Regions from separate parts of the Ovis aries genome. Here region 2 is linked to region 1. Evidence: chromatin contacts called from public Hi-C data. All regions are on one chromosome and are shown on one strand. The core of a region is the stretch at or near the end of the contact, and the rest is flanking DNA. Distances in the headings are between cores, read along the strand shown.

Region 1 (6,264 bases), core at 3,109-5,608:
ACTTACCTGGCATTCCTCTTGTTCAACCTGTCTGCAGCCTGTCATCACATCAGAACCCACGCTGACTCCCTGGGGTCTCTAGGATCAAGTCTCCTTTGCTGCCACTTTCTAAACAAGGGTTTCTCCCCCAAATTCTAACTTTAGCCCTCTCCTCTTCCCTCCACCCCCTCCCTCTGAGAGCTGATGCATTCACAAGCCTCAGCTGCAACAAGCCTTGATGCAGAAGGCTTCCAAGATCAGCCCTACTCTCCTGCCTGTGCCCCTGTCTGGAGTCCCATTTCTCCCACAAACCGATTCCACCTGTATGCTCCTCAATCAATTCGAATTTTCCACATCCAAAGCGAACAGCATTATCTGCCCTGCAAAACCCAGCTCCTGTCCTCAACCAGAGTGCATCAATCAAGACAATGTTGGTCCTCTATGCTTTCAACCCAGTTACTCCCATTTTCTTGTGGGCTTAATTTTCTTTCCCTCCTATAACAAGTTGGTCAATAAATTCCCATATTTATGCCTTTGACATTGCCTTTCTCTCCGAGTGGTCCCTGAGTCCTCATTCTTTCTGCCACTAACCCAGCCAAGCCCCTCTCCCTCAGTTCTGGGTCACTTTTGCATTTGGATTGTTCCTCTCTCTTATCAACTCCATCTATCATATTACCCCCCAGATAAACCTTTCCAAATATCAGTTTCTTCAGGATGTAGCCTTGATCAAGAACCTAAAATGACTCCCTACCAATCTTGAATCAAATCCAATCTCCTCTCTCTTGGGCTTCCAAGACTCTCCCTATCTGGTCTTGTCCTACTTAACAAACTCTGTTTCCCATTCCTCCCTACCCTACACTTTCTGCTCCATCTTCCCGGCATCCTCAATGTCAATGCCTCAACCTCCCTGAGATTTTGTCCATGATTCTTCTCCTACCCTCCATCTCTCCTTCATAGGCTACCCTCAGTCCCTCTCCTCTGTAGTTCTGCCAACTTTTTATCTTAGAGCACCATAATGTTCAGCAGTTAATTAATCTCTAATTGAGCAGTAATTGTCAATCTTCTTTTAAAAGCTCTTGGAGGAGAGAGACCACGTTGAACGTTTCTATCCCACAGCACCCTGGACAGCAGAAGGTTCCTTAGTAGGAGCTGAAAAGCCCTTGTTGGTTTTCTGTTCCCAATTCTGAGTTTCTATATTTCCCCTCCTCTGCCTCATAACCATGATCAATATAATTATTGTGACACACTTTCCCAGGCTTGGATCAAAGAGTTCCCAGAAAGACAGTATAGAATACACCAGAAAGACAATACAGAATATACCAGTCTGTAAGACTGGGGTGTCGTTGTGGGGTGTGTGTGCTTCTCTCTGTGTGTCTATCTATCCATGTACATGTATGTACGGATATAGGATTTAGAAAATGTAGCTTAATCCATGATCAAAAAAACTTAAGTACCAAAATAACCAGAAGAGGACAAGGAACCAAAATGACAGAATTAGTTGAAACATGCCTAATTAGAGGCAGAGTATGCCAGAGTTTTGACAAAGCAATTGCCAGTCTGGTCTTTATATGAGCAAAATTTTCCACCAGAAAGCAGGGGGTAACCCTGGCCCCAGGGACTTTGAAAATGTGTTTGAAGCTTTCTCAGTGGTTCGACTAAATAAATTTATAATCTGTCCAACCTACCAGGTGTAGAGCACTATATTCCATAAAGATTGGGGGATCAGAAAGGAGACAGTTAAGAAATATGGTCTTTTACAGGTTTAAGAATCCCCAGGCTAGAGATTGGAAGGGAGTAAGATCAGAAAGCAGAGCACAGAGGGCCACTCAGGTGGATGGTGGTCCTAGACCCTACCACAGATAGCCTGCCTCCCCTCTTACAACTTGTTACACATTGTCAGTCATTTCCAGCCTTATCTGTTGTAGATTTCACCCTTCTCTGATTTGAAGAGCACATCAAACCTAGCCCCCACCCCCACCATAAGGCTGCCCAAGAAGGAAGAAGAATACCCCCAGCAGGATTCCACAGGAGACAGTCCCCAGTCAGTTATTTACTCTGTGATTTTAGCCAGAGCTAGACAATGTAAGCCCCATGTTGTATTTTGAAAGGCCCTGGGAAAAGTAACACATTGGACCATTATAGGTCATTAACACCATTAACACTGTGTGAATTCATTTGTCAGAAATTAGCAAGCCTCCAGAAACTTGAGATCTGCTCCAAGTGCCTGGGAGGAGAACGGATAGGAACTACTGTTTGGATGGTAGAAAATGGGAAGGAGGAATGGATGCCAAAAGATAAAAGTAGGTCCAGAAAGGGAAGGTCGGAAAGCTCATACTTCAGGAGTTTTCCCCAGAACTAAGGAAAGGCAGACTTTTGTGCCAGATGAGAGACAGGAGTGGGGCCAGGTGGGGGAGTCAGGGAAGACGTCCTGGTGAATGTTTCCAGATAGGCCTTAACCCCCAGAACCTCTCTCCTAGACTATAATCTAAGGTTATAAACTCAGGTCAGGCACGTTTTTAGAATTCGTGCCTTGGTTCCTGGGCAGTGCATATGTGAGTGTAAGGGTGGGGGGAGGGGGACGGGCCAGGCGGCAGTGTATATTAGAAACCACGACTGGTTAAAAGGAACAAGGAGACAAGGCTGAGCCCTGAGAAGCAGGGTAGGATAACAGGGGCTCCTGTTTTCTCCAGGCTCTGGCATCAGCTCCTGTCCTCCACCTCTTTACTCTTCAGACCAACTAGAAAATGAACATATGGGTCGACCAACTCTTGACTTCTAAAGCCACAAGTCTCCCCAACAAAGCACCCCACCCCTTCCCCTCAGATGACCTCCAGGGCAGGGCAATGAGGTTAGGAAACAGATGGGTGTGCAGGGAGCCTCCAGAGCTAACCTGTTCCCTGACCCCACCAGTTCACGCGCTTTAACCCAATTTACAGAAAGAGGGGGTCCCCATAACTTACTGGACTCTTTGGGACAAAGATTCCAGACAAAATGGTTCCAGATATGGAAGATGGGGAGCTCTACCTACTGAGTTGGTGGAAGCCACAGGTAAAGAGGAGATGGAGAAACCCTGGTTATCAGAGAAACAGGGCCACAGGTGGTGGGAGAGGAGAGTGGTCGGCATCTGCTCTGGGAAAAGGGCTGTGCAGGCAAGGAACCTGCGACTCAGACCCAGGACTGGGTGGTGGCGGGGGCAAAGAACAACCGTGAAAGCAGGTCTGGCGGGGGAGCTCTACATACCACAGGCAAGCAAAGATTCAGTGGGTGTGTATGAGGGGGACGCTAACTCACACGTCCAGAATGAGTGATTTTTATCAAAAGCTCCTGCGTTCCCATCACTGAAGAAGAGGAGGACAAGGACGAGGTCCTAGGCGCCCACCGCCTTCCCAGCCAAGTCCGCCTCTTAAGTCTGAGACGCCCGGCTCCTCACACACATCAGGCTCCGCGGTCCACCGTCCGCCCCGCTCCTGACTGTCAGGCTGCAGCCTGCGCGACTCCCGGTCCTTCTTTGCATATCAGGGCCCGGGGCCCGTGGCCCGGAGCAGGGGTGCGGGCGCGGGGCGGCCAGAGCCAGGCTGACAGGCGCTAGGGGGAGGGGGAGCCGAGGGAGGGGCGGGGGCGCCGGGAGCGAGAGCGGCGCGCTGCAAAGTGATCCAACCTCGCCCCATCCCCGCGCTCGGGGAGAAGGCGGCCCACCGGGACCGCCTCCCGCCTCCCCACACAGACTCCCGCAAGTGGGGTGAACGCCGAGGGGCGCCAAGCTCCCAGCCCCCACCCCTCTCCAAAACGCAACCAGCACTGCCATAACAACAAGAATCTCGGCAACTCCGGCCCGGACGACGAGGGGGACAGCACCCCCCAACACGCCCGCCCCAGCAACAGTCTCGTTCCCCAAACTTGTCCGAGAAGCCGCGTCCAGGGCAGCAGCCCCCCACCCGCCCCACCCCCCCAAGCTCCCCAGCTGCCCAGCTTACCTGTCCGGAAAAAGGCGTCCACGTCCGAGTCGGCGGCTCCTCCTTCCTCCGCTGCCCCCTCCGGGGGGTTCATGACTGGGGGAGGGCGTCCACGGGCAGCCGGGGGGCGGCCAAGCCCGGGGCCGAGCGCTGCTCTGTGGGCGGCGGGCGCTGGGCTGCGGACACCGGGCTTCGAGGGCGGCCGGCCGGGGCGGCTGGGCTGGGGCAGAGGACGCCGAGGCTCCCTCAGGCGGAGGCGCACGGCGGGCTGGGGGCGCCTGCCGCGGGCTCCCCCATGGTCCCCCTTCCCCGGGGGGCGCTGGCCGCCTGCGGTCTGCCCGGGCCGGGGTCCGAGCTGCTTGGGCGCCCGCTCTCCCTCAGCAGCGGCAGCTGGCTCTCCTTCTCGCCCGTCCGCCTGTCTCTATTGTTCAGCCCTGCTCGGCTCTCCTCTTTATTTTTCCTCCTCCCTCCCACCCTCCCTGTCTCTCTACCTCCTCCCTCCCTCGCTCTATCGCCCGCACGCTCTCAGCCTCCCTCCCTCGCTCGCTCTCTGGCTCCCCCTCTGGCTCCCTCAGCCGCCGCCGCCTCGCAGCTCCTCCCCCGGCTCCCGCTCCTCAGTCGCGGCCAACAATGCCCGGGGCAGCGCCGAGCTCAACTGAAGCTTCGGCCCGGGCCGGGGTTCGCCGCGGGCCCCCGGCGGCGCGGACGCCTCCCTCCCCCCGCCTCCCCGCGCCGGCCTCTCCAAGGAGCCAAGCCCGGGCCCCGAGCTATTGTTCGCGGCTGTGCTAGGCCGGCTTCCTGAGCCCCGCAGGAAAAGCCCCGGCGAAGGAGGCGGCCGGGGAGGGGGCGGGGCCGCCGGGCGCGTCCTGGGCCGCCGGGCGCACGCCGGGCTTGCCGAGGGGGCTCGGACGCCTGAGCCCCGCGTGCTCAGCCTCGCCGCTAGCGCTGTTCCTACTCCCGCCCGGCGGCGGCCGCCTCCTCCACCCCACCCCGTTCTCAGGTGTATGAGCCGCGACCCCCCTCAAGCTGCCTGTCCCCCAAGATGGGCTGATCTGTCTCTAGAGGCTGGACTTTTCCCCGCTCCTTCTCGACAAGCTCCCTTCTGTCTCCTTGACCTCCTGAGCCTTTCGCATTTTCCTCACCAACTCTCCTTAGTTCCTCTGGTTTTTTGGTGTTTGGTTTTTTTTTTTTAAAGCTTTTCTCTTCCTTCCCCCCTCTTTTCAGCGCCCCTGTAAACACCTCTGCCTGTCTCGGTGACTCTTTGTCCAGTTCATTTCTCTCGCGATGTGCCCCTGCCTATCTTTCCCTCCGTGACCCTCTTCTGTCTCCCATTTGTCTCTGTCCTGCCTCGGTACTTGGCCAGTGTCTCAACGCTCCTCTTGGACAGCTGTCAAACTCCCTAATCCCCGAGGCCTTCTCTGTTTTGTTCTTCTGCCTCGTGTGAATGGAGAGATCCAGTTGGCCAGGAGAAAGGAGGTGTTACAGCAAGCTGAATTTCAATTAAAGTGGGGAGAGGGACAGGAGAGGAATGGGGAAGACCTCAAAAAAGAAAACAGATGCTGTATGGGGTAATTAATGCAGTGATTGTATTGTGCCAATTGGTTTTTAAGCAATAATTAAACAATAATTAGCCAGTATTCTGTTTATAGTCCTAGTGACTGCAAAGCTTACAAAACAGAGGCTCTTTAGACCTGAGTACTTAATGTGGTGTGTTGGAGGCTGTTGTTGCTACCTCATCCAGACAGATGGAGAGGCTGTGGCCTGACCTAATGTGTTAAAAACACACCTAATAGGAAAATCAGATAATGTAGTGTAAAGCTGATGGACTGCTACCCACCAGCCAGAATCTCCCAGATCTGTCATCACTGGTAACCTACTTGGTTCCATCTCTTTCCAGGTAAAGCACCTGGAACCTCTCCAGATCTACAACCAGCTAACTCTTAACAGCAAATAGATTTAAATGCGTTTTTAGTGAACCCTTTCTGGTTCCCTGTACTCCTTACTTTCCTTACTGAATGTCACAATTATTTTTCACCCACTGAAAAAAATAAGTACAGTTGCCTGTCTTCAGTGTTGGGTGGAGAAGGAAACGGCAACCCACTCCAGTGTTCTTGCCTGGAGAATCCCAGGGACGGGGGAGCCTGGTGGGCTGCCATCTATGGGGTCGCACAGGGTCGGACACGACTGAAGTGACTTAGCAGCACAATGTTGGGTACATCTATCAGGCCCCATTTCTTAAAAATTATTAATAGAGACTGACATCACAAATTCATTGCCATGAGATCTAATTCATCTGGTCCAAATAGCTTGAACTGCCTTAAAGCAACCAGAT
Region 2 (6,926 bases), core at 880-3,379, 43 kb before region 1:
GGGAGTGAGAAAACAAGCAAGGCACTGGGGCCACTGAGCAGTTCAAAGTGGCTGGAGCTAAGGCTGTTAGACGGGTAATGCTGGAACCAGAGTCTGGAGGCCCTTGAATAAAAATTTCAATTAAATAATCAATATGTGGCAGGGTAAGAGCTTTATATTCATGGTTTCCTTTATTTCTTGAAACAGTACTATGTAAAGCCATCCTATTACAGAGAAGGAAAAGGCTCAGAGGAGTCAAGAAAACTGCCTAACACGACACAGCCAATATGTGTCAGAGCTGGGGTCCACACCTAGGCCAGGCTAATGACTGCAACAACAAGGCCGTAGGGCTTTGGAGACCGAGGTGCCAAGTTAAGGAGCTGTTACTTTACCCTTGGGATGCAGAGCCACTTTGAGTAGGAACATGCCCCAGTCAAAGACTGAAGATTTATCAGACAGTAATGGAGAATGGGTTAGGAGCAGTCAGGCTTGAAGCCTACTGCAATGGTCCCAACACTGTATCACGAAACTCCTGAACAGGGAAAGCAGCAACAAGACTGGAAAGGTGGCCCCAAGCTGAGGAATCCAGGAAGAGTGGGGACAGTCTAGTATAATCCCAAGGTATAAACCTGAGTGATGGAGGGCAAGGCTTCAAAAGTGGCATATGCCTGCTTCTCTAGTGCCTCTGCATGTGTGCATGTGTGCCTGGGGGAAAGAAAAGGGCAGACTGCAGCCAAGGACACAGCTCCAAAACAAGGGGCAGCCTGAATACCCAGCCCCACACCTTTCTATGCACTGCTGCTACCTGCAGAATTCCCGGAACTGTGAATTCCCGGAGCCATCCCCCACACTTGGAGCACCTGAGCTCCAGTGACTCACAAAAGCAATAATGTGGCATGAGGCATCCAAAGTGCCTCCCCAGGTCTGGTCTCCTCCAACGAGCCTGCCCCAACATACAGAATGCCTGGCCCCAAATCAGCACCAAGAAGCAGAGGAGTGCTAGAGAGACTTACACACCCCAGGCAGTAATCCTGGCTCCCTGTAATCTTGGGCCAAAAGCTTAACCTCCCTGGATCTGTTTCCTCATCTATAAGATAAGCAGTTTGGATCACAATCAGACATTGCACACTGGAGGCCCACAGCCTGAACTCATCCTGCTAATGGACTTTGTTTGACTAACACAAAGTCTTTAAGTTGCATTAGTTTCAACATTTTAAAACAAGGCTATTTCACAAAGAAAATTCATATTTAAGTCCTCTCTTAAACAAGATCTGGCAACAAGGAGCTCACATTCCCACATGGCATCAGTCAGCTGGAGCTGAGCGGCTGCAGCTCCCCTGAGATAAGGGACACCTCTCCAGTCTGCCACAGTCACCGCCACTCCCTAACTGCTCCCTGACAGTCTCCACTCATCATCTACAACAGGCCTGCTTCAAAAATCTCAGGTTAATGGTTTGGCTCCTTGGGGCACTTGAGTTCACGATTCCTAAGAAGATGATGATCTAAAACACCATCGTTGTGAGGCTTAGGAACTGGGGCAATAAACAGGAGCACAGAGAAGTTGGCAGCGAACTCCCCACAATGGCGGATACAGGTCTCTCAGAGAGGCAGGGGCTTGCTGCAACTGAAAAAGGTTTATTAAAACGTGTGTCAGACCTGCCCGCCATACCCACCCCCCCAACCAGGAGGAACTCACAGATGACATCAGCTTTGGACATAGTCAGAGAAACCCCATCAGGAAGCAATTTACTTCCCCAGTCTCTCTAATTTAACAATTAGCTTAACAACCCTGGTCAGGCACTTGCTGCTGGAGCGTAGAGGAGATCCTGACCAGCAGCAGCTTCAGCCTAGAATCTTCTCAAGGTCCTTTCCCGCACTGCCCTTGCTTCAGCTGGGTTGGCCTCTCAGCTCACACAGACAGACATTCTCAATATTTTCAGAGGTTCCACCTCCTCGAGCCTCCCACTTGAGCTCCTTAGAAATTCTCCCCTGTGTCCAAAATCAATTTCTCCTACTGCAGTTTTAGCTTCTTCTCTGCTAGTCTGTCCTGCAGAGATCCTGGCCTCATCATTGGAAGCATGCAGGCAAGAATGCTTTAGCCAATCACTTCTCTGGCTCTTCGGGAGCTGGAGTGTGGAAGGGAAGTCTGAAGACAGTCCATGCTGCAGGAGAGAGGGTACAGTCCCAAGGCTGGAAGCTTTGGTACACCCTGGGCACAGATCCTGACTCAGAGAATGAGTCTCAGGAACTGGGCTTGCCCTGACCTGGACAGCATGCTCAGTTCTCCATCTGCACTGCCAAAGGGCCTCTCAGTACAATGCACAGTGCCTCCCTTGCCCAGCTCACCCTGCTCCTGCCTCCAAGGCCTTTCTCAAGTGGTACCTTAAACCCCAAATGCCAGAGAGAGATGCACACACATTGGCAAGGGGAGACTCAAGAGGGGAGCTTATAAAGTCACAAGTCCACAGATACCTGCAGGATATTTTGAAAATACAGTATTAGAATTCCCAGGATAGAAGGGGTGAGACTGGGGACCACAATAGCAGACCTCAAAGAGGAAAGCATCACTGTGTGACTAGAGAGAAATTTCAAAGAGGCCACGGAAGGAGAAAAGGCCAGGAACTAACTGACCCAGGAGCTTAAATCAAGCCAAAAATAAAACTGAGGAATGCCAATGTCAAAGCTAATCACAGAGATTAGTCTGTTTCACCAAAGAGACACAATGAGATGAAGAATCGGGGGACCTGTTGGTGCTGCTCCTGGTACAAGAAGTATCCTCAAGAAAGGAAGTTCATCCCAACTTGCCCTCCTCCATTGCCAGGGCTGAGGTCAGGGTTGAAAATGCAGTTAAGTGCTCAGGAACCTGACTGACAAACGAGGTGTAAGTAAATCACCAGGACCATATGGCATCCACCTGGCAGTCCTGAAGGAATTCAAGGGTGAAATTGTAGAGCTGCTAACCAAAATGTGTAACCTCTTATTTCAAAGTCACTTGTGCCCTAGAACTGCCAGAGTACTCGTGTAGCCTCCATTCATAAGAAAAGACCCAGGGAGAATTCTCATTTTTCAAACCAGGAAAGCCAGCAAAACATATGTGAACAGGACTACTAAGCGTGTAAGCAAGCATGACCTATCGGAGGAAAAAAACAGAACAGTGCTGATAACAGCAAAGCATGTTTGTAAGACTTTTTAGAGTAAACATTAATGTGAATTAAAGAGAATCTGTGGGTGTAACTTCCATAAATTTCCAAGAAATTATTAGCAAGGGATTATAGTAAAAACATTTATTTTAACTGAATAATGATGCGACAGGGAAACACTTTTTCAGTATGCTGACTTAGACCAGAAACAAGCAAAAAAATAAAAAATTGACCACATTCAAATTAAGAAATAAAAAAGTGGAGTTCTTAAAGCCTGAACAGTAGACCTGGTCTTATATAATATTCTTATAAATAATCTGTTGGAGGCATCGGAAAGCTACTCCACAGGTCTACACTCTTCCAGGCAAGAAAAAGAACTGCTGATCCAAAGAAATGATAGGAAGGTCTTTTGGGGTTCTAAGAGTTGATGTGAGAGAGAAGGCCGAGTTTCAGTGTGATGGGATCTATCTGCCCCGTGACAATTCCTTAGTCTCCTCTCCTTTGATAAGACAAATTCTGGACTCCATTCTCTGAACCTTATGGATATGGGCCCCCAAACCTGCATATGCTTGAAAAATAGGAACAGTTGCAGATTTAACTCACAGAAAATGATTCTGAATAGACTAACAGAGAGACTGTTCACCACATCTGGTTAAACTCTGGCCAGTCAGGTTCACCATGGGCTGGCCCTTATTCCCTCACCTGCAGTGCCCACTCAATACACAGAACTTCAAACTCATAAACCAAAGGCAGACATCCATAGAAACACCATTCTGAAGCTATGAACCAAATATTCTAAAACAAACAAGAGTAGGACTGGATTGACCTACTCCCTTGAATTAATTTCTAAGATGTTAATACATCTTAGGTCAGGCTTACAGCTGGGAGCTAACCAGAGAAATGCAAACCTGGGTGGGCTCAGCATCTCTTCCTTGTGATCCACATCTGCCTATCGCACTTCTCCGACTGCTTATAACATGAGTGGCTGCCACATAGTCAGAGGCTGTGTACCACTTTCTCAGCACCACCTCTGCTTATCCAAGTCCATTCATTCCTTCAAAACGAGAAGCAAAACAACTCACCATTAGCATCATGGGAATTTAAAACTTACTCTTTCATTTTGGGGCTTGAAGTCAGTGTTTTGTTGGAGAAGGCAGGGGGAAAAAAAGAGTTCTAGATTGTGTCACCTGCTAAAACTTGTTCTTATGTAATGTAGTGGCTACATACATAGGTTCAAATGCTGGCGCTGCTAGTCACTAGGTGAGTAAACACAGAGCCCAACACCCTCACTTGTTAAATGGACGGCAAAAAACATTTGCCTACTTCAAAGGGCAGTTCTGGGGATCATTTTAGGTCATGTTTAGAGCTTGGTACAGCAGCTGGTGCATAATAAACACTCAACAAAATTCAGCTGGTACTAACAAAGTCTCCTTTCCTCTAGATCTAACAAAGTAATTCCTTTCTTGATTTTCTCCTCAAATCTAACTGTAGCTTTTAAGACTTTTTCAAGAGGTAACTGATTACAGCTGCCCCTGATCCACAGCCCTTCAGGGCTCGGCTGTCCCTTCACCATCTTCTTGCGCAGTGCTTGCTTAGACCTGTCTGTGTGTCGTTTCATAAGCTGTGAAGTCCCTTCTGTGTGCCAGTGTCACCACTGCCTGTTCTTGGGTACAGTCTGCACGAAAACTGGCAGCAAGCCTAGCTTTACCAGTAATCGGCCACTAACTGCTTCCCAGAGAGTCAACATACAAAACTGTTTTTGATGAATCTGTCGAGGTAAAGGGGGTGCACTGTGACACTAGACTCTGTCATCACTTTGAGAGCAGATCTATTGTTGGTGACGTCTCACTGACCAAGCTCACAATGCTGATGCGTAAGCCAGAACCTCCATTTACAGGATACCAAAAGCAACAGCAAAATACAGCTGTTACAGGACCCCGAGAGCTCAGGTCAGCATGGTTGGCGGAGGCTGATGGACTGGGGAAACCAAACCATCACCCAAATGTTGCTTAGAGGGCATATAAAAGCAAGGCTAGAAGAGTCCGCAGAATAATTCATGGCCCACGGGCAGTGGACCACAATGGGCTGGTGTATATACCCCAAGATTTGAGCTAGACCTTCCAGAGAACCAAAGCTCCCTTGTTTGCAGTCAGAGGCTGAATGGGTACTACCAGCTTCTGCCTCTTTAATAACCTGCCCTTCAGAAGTGCCTCAGCTGACCAGCAACTTCTGTACACAGTCTTTCCCCAGGCTGCACTCAGTACAATTAATTAGGCTTTGGATTATGAAATTACAGTCACATTTCAGCCCAGCATCCCTGAGATTACTCCCAGCTCATAATAATGGAGTCTTTTCTCTTCTTTCACACGTTTGCAGAACATCTCCTGGTTCACAGCTGTAGAGGATGGATCACATCCATGTAGGATGGATGGATGGATGGACGGACCTAATTTAACCCTCAGAGGAAGCTTCACTTCTATTATTTCCAGGTTCCTAGGAGACTTCACTGTTATCTCTATGGAATCTCTATGGGCCAAAACTCCTCCAGGCCAGAATCCTCATCTTTTATTTGATTTCATGGTTCTTTAGTGAGTAGAACAAGAATTCATTATCAGTAGGCACCTCATCAATGGCACTGATTGACCTGTTCAGTGATGCTGAAGATATTTGCTTTCATTAACAGGAAGAGACCACTTTTCAAGCACTGGTGAGAGAGAGCAGATTTAGGAAGCAGATTGGAACAGAACAAGACCAGGAAGAGGGTACACTGAGCTGCTGTCTGTACAAGGACTTGAAGAAGGAGGTATAACGTGTCCCCGGGTTGTATTTAGAAAACTGATACCAACTACTTAGAAAGAAACAGCTAGTCTTCCATCAGATTATCCTGGCCATCCTCTTTTCCTTCCCTGGTGTTTTGACAGCCCATGGAAGAACATTCAGCTTTAGTTCTCAGAAGAAAGAAACTTGGAGCCTGGGACATAAATATGTCTTATTCTACAAATCACTGACTTCTTATGCTGGGCAAAATCATCAAGAGGTCTTTGAAGAATCCATCTGGTTCAAGGACTGGTGTGCCAGCAGGAAATTCTAATAGAGGAGACGCCTTGCCAGTTGAGGGACTCCTGCCTTCCTACATGGCTGTGGCATGGGCATCTGCTCTCTTCTTCTTGGTTTGAGTTGCAAGGCAATGTCGATGAAAAGAGTCCATGTTTGAAGCCAGGCAACCCTGGGTGAGACCCTGGTTTTGACAATTTCTGACAAATCACTTAACCTCTCTGAGCCTGTTCTTTCAAAGTACAGGATATACGCTACCTTTCAGAGTCTGGGGAGGACTAGAGATGGCATCTGAAATGTGCCTATTCAATGGTTGTCTTAGGATGGGGGCGTTTTGGCTAGCTTGGCGCTTGCAAAGACATCACCATTACAGAAGTCACCACCAAGTAACACCTGACTGGCTCAGAGCAATAGCATCCAAGCACACCTAAACAGGTGGGACCCCCTCGCCCCCACACCCCCCCAACCAGGTACAAAGATGCCTCCCTCCCCTTCCCGGTCATCCTTCACATGGACATGCTGCCTTCCCGAGTCCAGAGTTCTAACCATGAATAGAAACCCTTCAGTGACAGACATCAGCATATAGCACACAAAGGTAGTGTGGAGAGAGCAAGACAGAGTGGAAAACAACCCTAATTAAGACAACTTCAATCACATGATTATATATGTAGAAAGTGAAAGTGAAGTCGCTCAGTTGTGTCCGACTCTTCACGATCCCATGGACTGCAGCCTAGCATGCGATTCTCCAGGCAA

Evidence for each region. Hi-C and Micro-C count contacts between places; a contact is called where the count stands out from the background.
Region 2: a contact with region 1 is called in a Hi-C map of hypothalamus, with 2.3 times the contacts expected there. The contact joins the enhancer-like site here to the promoter of KALRN in region 1. A contact is called at or near these places in 4 of 16 Hi-C or Micro-C datasets (hypothalamus, mesenteric adipose tissue, retroperitoneal adipose tissue and 1 more).

The regions. Positions count from the first base shown.
Region 1 is chr1:189,285,195-189,291,458 of ARS-UI_Ramb_v3.0, reverse strand. It overlaps KALRN (kalirin RhoGEF kinase), which reads right to left and starts at 4,358. Exons shown (of 59, transcript XM_060418677.1): 1 at 3,954-4,358. The coding sequence starts at 4,026.
Region 2 is chr1:189,325,579-189,332,504 of ARS-UI_Ramb_v3.0, reverse strand. The region is part of intron 1 of KALRN (kalirin RhoGEF kinase); the gene reads right to left. Among named protein-coding and RNA genes, the nearest start is that of KALRN, 42 kb to the right of the region's middle. Within about 2 kb of position 2,129, at least 2 of the 54 cell types and tissues checked have an H3K27ac peak or open chromatin away from gene starts, as enhancers often do. A contact at or near this core is called in hypothalamus, where this site is marked.